2 separate regions of the Mus musculus genome follow, and region 2 is linked to region 1. The links are chromatin contacts, called in public HiChIP or PLAC-seq maps. All regions are on one chromosome and are shown on one strand. The core of a region is the stretch at or near the end of the contact, and the rest is flanking DNA. Distances in the headings are between cores, read along the strand shown. Region 1 overlaps 1700037F03Rik (a long non-coding RNA gene). Region 2 overlaps Rhobtb3 (Rho-related BTB domain containing 3).

Region 1 (3,219 bases), core at 314-2,813:
GAAATAAGAATGTATATGTTCATGGTTACAGGTACCACTACTTTGTACTGAGGAACTAGCTTCCTACACATGAACTTCGAGAAATACATTCAAACCATATCAGGGACTATAGTTATAGTCTTTATATATTTAGCATTTCTTGAATTCATTCATATAATTACATGAATGAGTATTATACATTCAGGTACTCTGAAAAAGGCAACAGTGAACTTAAACTAATTCTCTCTGAAGTACTTTTAAGATCCTATATTTATCCATACATTTTATTCCCACATTTTCAACAATACCAGAAATAATTTATTGGTAAAATGATACTCTAAAATGATATACATCATTCTTCATAACCCTGTCTTTCTGCCCTGAGCAATATCAATACTCCTATTGCTTGCATTCTTTATCTTGAGTTGATGTCACCTAGCATACTAAAGATAAAAGTTAAAAGTTATGTTGCCTTATAAACAATACTCTGAGAAAATATCTTAATAGCATACTTGTAAAATTTCATCTATAGACTAACCTTTTGCATATGTGTATATAATCTCACTCTTTTTCATGTTTTCTCTCTCTCAATATATAATGTTCTTGGTGATAACTTTTTAGGTTATGAAATTGTGGGTAATTATAGTTTCTTTCTCACTACTCATTTGCATCTTCTTACTTTATTAAAAAATTATCAATATTACATGGTAGGGCCCCAAAGTTATATAAACTTATATACTTATAAACTCCATGATTCTTTAATATGAGCCACACTTGAACTTTTTCAGAACTGTACTGCAATATTTTGGATGTTCCAACCAATTCACTGAAAGAAGTGATAAAGCTAGGTATGCTTTTCTCACATTTGAGAAGTGTTAATTCATTCAAGAGCATAATTAAGTAATGGCCTGGTAGTCCAACTCATTATAACTCACCAGGCATCAAATATGCAATGAATATGTTTGACTGTTCTACATGAGTGTGTATACCCTGAATTTAACAACCAAGTCATATTTATTGTGAGGCTATGAATTTCCATATGATGCTATTGGTCAGTGAGCTAAAATAGCTAAAGAACACTTATCATGCTTTAGGCTTGAAAATCTGCTTGAATTAAAATCATTAAGAATCTGGGCTGGGGCCAGCTATGGTGGTGCACACCTTTGCAGCCAGCACTCAGGAGGTAGAGGTAGGCAGATCTCTGTTAATTAGCCAGGGCTACAAAGTGAGACCATGACTTAAGAAAAACAGGAAAAGGAAGAGGAGGAGGAGGAAGAGGACAAGGAGGAGAGAGAGAAGGAGGAGGGAGGGAGGGAGGGAGGGAGGGAGGGGGAGAGAGAGAGAGAGAGAGAGAGAGAGAGAGAGAGAGAGAGAGAGAGAGAGAGAGAGAGCCCGCAGCTTACATGAACCGGTACTCCTGAAGGGCAGGCTGGGGCTGAAAGAAACTAGACAAATTTTTCTCTGATCAAGGCCCCAAAGTTTACTAAGAGTCTTGCTTATAAAGAGGGGAGGCCCATCCCCTGCCAATCCATTCTTAGTGCCTGGAACCAGCCTGTAGACGTGCAGAATAGGATGCGTCTCCGGAAAGTCTCAAGGGTCTCTCAGCAGGTAGCAGAGTCTCAGAGAAGGGGAGCAGTAGTTGACATAACAATATAGCCATCTAAGTAGGAAGGCTACACCCCAGGTGATCTCTTATTCAGTGGCAGCAAAGTCTGAATCACCTGCTTCAAGGCTGAGGGAGGCTGAGGAGGAAGGGGGGGGGGGGGAGAGAAAGAGAGAGAGAATATGATCTGGGCTGGGAGGATGTCTCAGTGAGTACTTTACCAGGAAAGCACATGGATGTGAGTCCTACCAGATCCCACATGAAAGAATGTCTATAAAATCAGTGCTTAGGAAACAGAGGCATAAGGATCCAGGGACGTTCACTGGGCAGCCAATCTAGCTGTGGCGTAAGTTTCTTCTAAGATGAAAACATTCCATCCTACAGGGAAGCTTCCAGAGAAGCTTTGAAACATCCTTGAACTTGACCAGATTTGCTGGGCCCCTTTCTACCAGAGTAAAAAATAAAAGCTGAGAGTCTCCCTTAAGACAGAAGGAAGCTGAGCTTCAAAGAGGACTCTGAGACCACACCTGCTTTGTGGAAGAGGCAGAAACTACCAGCTGTGTGGAAGAGGTTTAGACCAGCAGGGGTGCCTGGATAGGACACTCTCCAACTTATTGACCTACCTGCAAGCTGTGCAGAGTGCTCCAAGGTTCCCAGCTTTGTGGGCTTTGGTGATGCAGCTGTCTTTGAATTATTTGTGTTCCTGTAAATAATCCCAATAAGACACATTGATTCACTGTGTTGGACTTTTGTGTAATAAGTACTTTAGACTGTCATGGGATCCCTGTCTGGAGTGAGTAGATGTGTGTGTTTTGTCTCCGAAGGAAATGTTTTATCACACAATACTAGCCTAACTTTTGAGAACTGGCTAATAGGAGACCCTGACACAAAGGACATGAATAAGATGAATCTCTTATGATACTCAAGGTTATCCTCCAGCATCAACATACGTGTATATACACATGTACTCACCAACCCAATCATATGTGTATGTGTGTGTGCATTAAGAAAGAGTAATGAAGAATCTACCATTATAAAGTATAGCTAGTGTGCATTTGTTGTTAATGTGTCTTGCCTTCCTAGGATGCTTTCCAAACAGAAGTTAATAACACAAACAGCTCTAAATTGAACAAAGTGAAGAGATAAGACGTAAGTATATAAATCCATGATAGTATCTATTAGCCTAGACTTTGAAACTCACATAGTCTAGTGACTCAATCCTAACTGCACAGGAAAACCATGTTAGAGTTTTTATAAAACATCGATGCCTAAGCCCCACTCCAAATCAATTTGCTCAGAATCTTAGGACAAGCTTTGGCAATGGTATCTATTTCACCAATACTACTCAGTTGTTCTAAGAGCTTTTGCGTACGTTAAGTCATTTAATGCTTTACCCCATGACATAAGTACTATTGTCACCTCCACTTTCTTGTGATGAATTGAGTCTTATCCATTTACTTAGCCCAATCAGACAATGAAGCAGCAGATCCTGTATCACACACAGGCTCATTGGTGCCTAGATTAAGCTATCGGTTGTGGTGGCTCTTCAGCCTATCGTTCCAGAGCCCTCAGCCTATCTTTCCGGGGTCCTTCAGCCTATCTTCCCAGGGCAGAAGCACTCTGCACAATATCTGCAG
Region 2 (3,219 bases), core at 532-3,031, 190 kb after region 1:
GCTGTAATTACACCTCATGGAGATCTAAGAGTGGTTAGAAAATAATTTCATTCTTTTACAATGGAAGTGGCCTAATGTGTCACAGTTGTAGTAGCTATAGAGCCAGAATGAAGTTGTTAATGTCTTAAGAGAACAGCCTTGTTCTCGTCAGTGCACTGCTTGTACGGGTTGCAAGCAGAGCACACCTTATCTTTATGATAAGCCCAGTCTTTTTTTTTTTTTTCCTTGCAAAATGCAGAGTGAATGTTATCTGACCTTTGCTTTGCTTTGATTATATTACACTACTATCTTAGCAACTGAGTGCTTGAGCTAGAGGACAGGTGCACAGTTTTGTTAACGGGCTGAATATATCTATCAAAAGCCAATGCTTTTGATAGACTCTGGATCCCATGTTTTTGTGACAGTGTGTAGAGCAGAAAGAGGCCAAGATGGTTTTCAGGTTCTGTGCGTCACCACTAAGACATTATACAGACATGGAGGGGAGCCCAGAACTCTGGAGTCTGCTGCTCCATTCTCTTTCCCTCCACTTATCCTGTTTACCCCTAATCCCTCTGTAGCACTCTCCAAACCCTCAGCCATCCCCATACAGAGTTCTTTGTCCTTGACTGGCACTCTTTCCTGTCCTTTTCATGAGTCACCTACTCTGACAAACACCCCACCTTGTTTTCCTTCCTATTATGCAGTTCCAGGAAATCTCACCCTTTGCTTGTTCTGAAGCTGAGACTGGCCTAGAACTCAGAATTCTACTGCCTCCACTTTCTTTTTTTTTTTTTTTTTTTTTTAAAGATTTATTTATTTATTGTAAGTACACTGTAGCTGTGTAGCTGTCCTCAGACACTCCAGAAGAGGGAGTCAGATCTCGTTACGGATGGTTGAGAGCCACCATGTGGTTGCTGGGATTTGAACTCCTGACCTTCGGAAGAGCAGTCGGGTGCTCTTACCCACTGAGCCATCTCACCAGCCCCTGCCTCCACTTACAAATGCCGAGATCCTGAGCATGCACCGCCACGCCTGGCTGCCTCATTTTAATCGTTACCAGTTACCTCAGAAATCACTCTACAATTATCTCCAGTAATTCCATATAACCTTCCATAATACTTGGTTAATAAGAAAACTATTATTTCAAAGCTCCTACATAGATATATATATAGATTATCTAAGTATTAAAGATGACATCTTATAAAATAACAATACTTATATTTCTATGAAAAGGAAAAAGCTCAACCATATATCGTTTAAAGTTTGCTCCTGACTGAATAAGGTCTCATTTACCACAGCCAAGTGGCACCTGAGGACACTTGTCACCACTTTAACACTCCTACCAGAAAACAAATTAAACATGAATGAACACTATAAAATAATCATTAGAAAATGTATTGTGTAACCTAGGCCACGCTGCTTATGAAACCCAGGTGACTAAAGCTGAAGTGTCCTTAGTTATATAGAGGAATTAAAAGGAAGTGGGTAGCATTATATTTATGTTCTCAAGTTAAAGCATTTGTTTCTGTTAATTATGTTGCAAATCACAAAGGAAAGCTATAACATTTTCTTTTCAAAGCAGAAATCAGCAATGTACCTGAAAGGTCTTGAAATTCAGGCTTTTGGCTGAATATGAGGTAGTTAGTGGCGATGAAATGAAGCAGCCAGGTGGAAAGGCAGTCTGAGTGGTGAAACTGCAAGAAAGGAAAAAGAAAATGCATTCCATTTCCGATCTGCTCAGCTGTGTGCTCAGAGGCACTGCTCTGCTGTGCACCTCTTCAGCTTCCATATGCTCAGCTCTTTATTGGAGCGTCCCCCAGCCTGAAGCAGGCTGATGCAGACCTTGTCGCCACTGAGGTGGGGCCACCTGCAGTGCAGCTTTCCGACTTGGCTGGCTTCCTTTGAAGTGACAACTGCCCTGCTCTTCTGCTACCTGCCTAGAGGCTGAACCTATCTTCCTGAGACATTCCTGAATAAGCAACAGCATGGCGACATGGACTGGCGGGGGGGGGGGGGGGGAAATCCCCCTTTTAAGCACAGTCTCTTAATAAACTCGATGACCTTGATCAGAGAAAAATTTGTCTTGGCTTCATTCTTTTCTCGCCACCTAGTCTCTCTTTCAGCCCCAGCCTGCCTTCCAGAAATACCTGGTTCGTGTAGGCCACGGGCCAGCCTCCTACTACACTTTATAACCACAGCTGTTCACAGTGACTTGTGCAATCTGCATGTGTCTCCCAGAATTAGTAGGAGCACCATTCTTAACAGTGAGGGCCTGGGCATTCGAGGAGCCAGAAGCCAGTGAGGTGATACCCAACTTTACACTTTTCATTTTCCTAGATTCCTAATCAGCAAGGCTTGTCAGGTGAACTCAACAAATGTTCACCATACCACTGAATTCGAAAATATGCTCATGAAATGAATGAATGATTAATGAATGAGGGAGAAAGGAGTTTTGGGAACTATGTCAGTTGGCATATACAGACTAATCCTACCATTTTCCTTTCAGTAATGTAGGAAGAAAATTCTATTTCCTGTACTGCCACTGTTCTTAACACAGCCACACTCAAGGAACCTGGATTAGTACCACGATTGGGGAAAAAAAAATACGCATATGTAACTTCTAACCTAATGCTTCAAAATTACTTAACTGTAAAAACCAGTGCAAAGAAACTGTAGCCTCATTCAGCCAAACTTTTGAATGAATACTAGTCTCGATATTGCTGTTAAAACACAGAAAAATAAAAGGAGTATCTGTGTATTTTAAATCAAAAGAGCCCCACCCTGACCCAAGCCAACCACCTTGGCCTTTTTGAGCAGGTCTACAATGTCGAGGTTCATGGAGGCCAGCTCCCTGCTGGGCATGCTCTGCAGCTGTGTGATGATGAACAGCTCACAGATGTGCTGCAGTCTAGAGACCTGGTACATCTCAGCACAGATCAGGAGACACATGGCCTGAAAAATGCCAGCTGATGAGAGAGCAAATGAGAGAAGATGTACGGTTAGACTACTGCTCTGAGAAACAAAAAGAAAACACACATTACTGGTGTGTACTTCTATTTGTTACATCTATTACATTCCATTGTAGCTATGACACCAACAACATTGTTATTATTTCGGCAGTACTTAATATAAACAGACCAACAGTCTCCACTTTTCTTGATTAAAAAAATGCTCACATATGCACACACATAAACACTAGTATTTAACTGAACTCTGAGTTTTCATTTTGGCTAATCTTCC

The links. HiChIP or PLAC-seq counts read pairs in DNA pulled down with a chosen protein or histone mark.
Region 2: a contact with region 1 is called in an H3K27ac HiChIP or PLAC-seq map of embryonic stem cells, with 2.8 times the contacts expected there. The contact joins two enhancer-like sites. A contact is called at or near these places in 4 of 39 promoter capture datasets (embryonic stem cells, liver and stem cell-derived epiblast-like cells), 1 of 484 Hi-C or Micro-C datasets (bone marrow-derived macrophages), 1 of 115 datasets of contacts at active chromatin or transcription factors (embryonic stem cells) and 1 of 9 other capture datasets (pancreatic islet).

The regions. Positions count from the first base shown.
Region 1 is chr13:75,684,033-75,687,251 of GRCm38.p6, forward strand. 1700037F03Rik (a long non-coding RNA gene) reads right to left here. Exons shown (of 3, transcript XR_873683.1): 2 at 2,206-2,285. Among named protein-coding and RNA genes, the nearest start is that of Gm23012, 6.3 kb to the right of the region's middle. Within about 2 kb of position 1,564, at least 10 of the 459 cell types and tissues checked have an H3K27ac peak or open chromatin away from gene starts, as enhancers often do. A contact at or near this core is called in embryonic stem cells, where this site is marked.
Region 2 is chr13:75,874,595-75,877,813 of GRCm38.p6, forward strand. It overlaps Rhobtb3 (Rho-related BTB domain containing 3), which reads right to left. Exons shown (of 12, transcript NM_028493.2): 10 at 2,779-2,945; 11 at 1,577-1,673. Among named protein-coding and RNA genes, the nearest start is that of Gm24163, 29 kb to the right of the region's middle. Within about 2 kb of position 1,782, at least 20 of the 459 cell types and tissues checked have an H3K27ac peak or open chromatin away from gene starts, as enhancers often do. A contact at or near this core is called in embryonic stem cells, where this site is marked.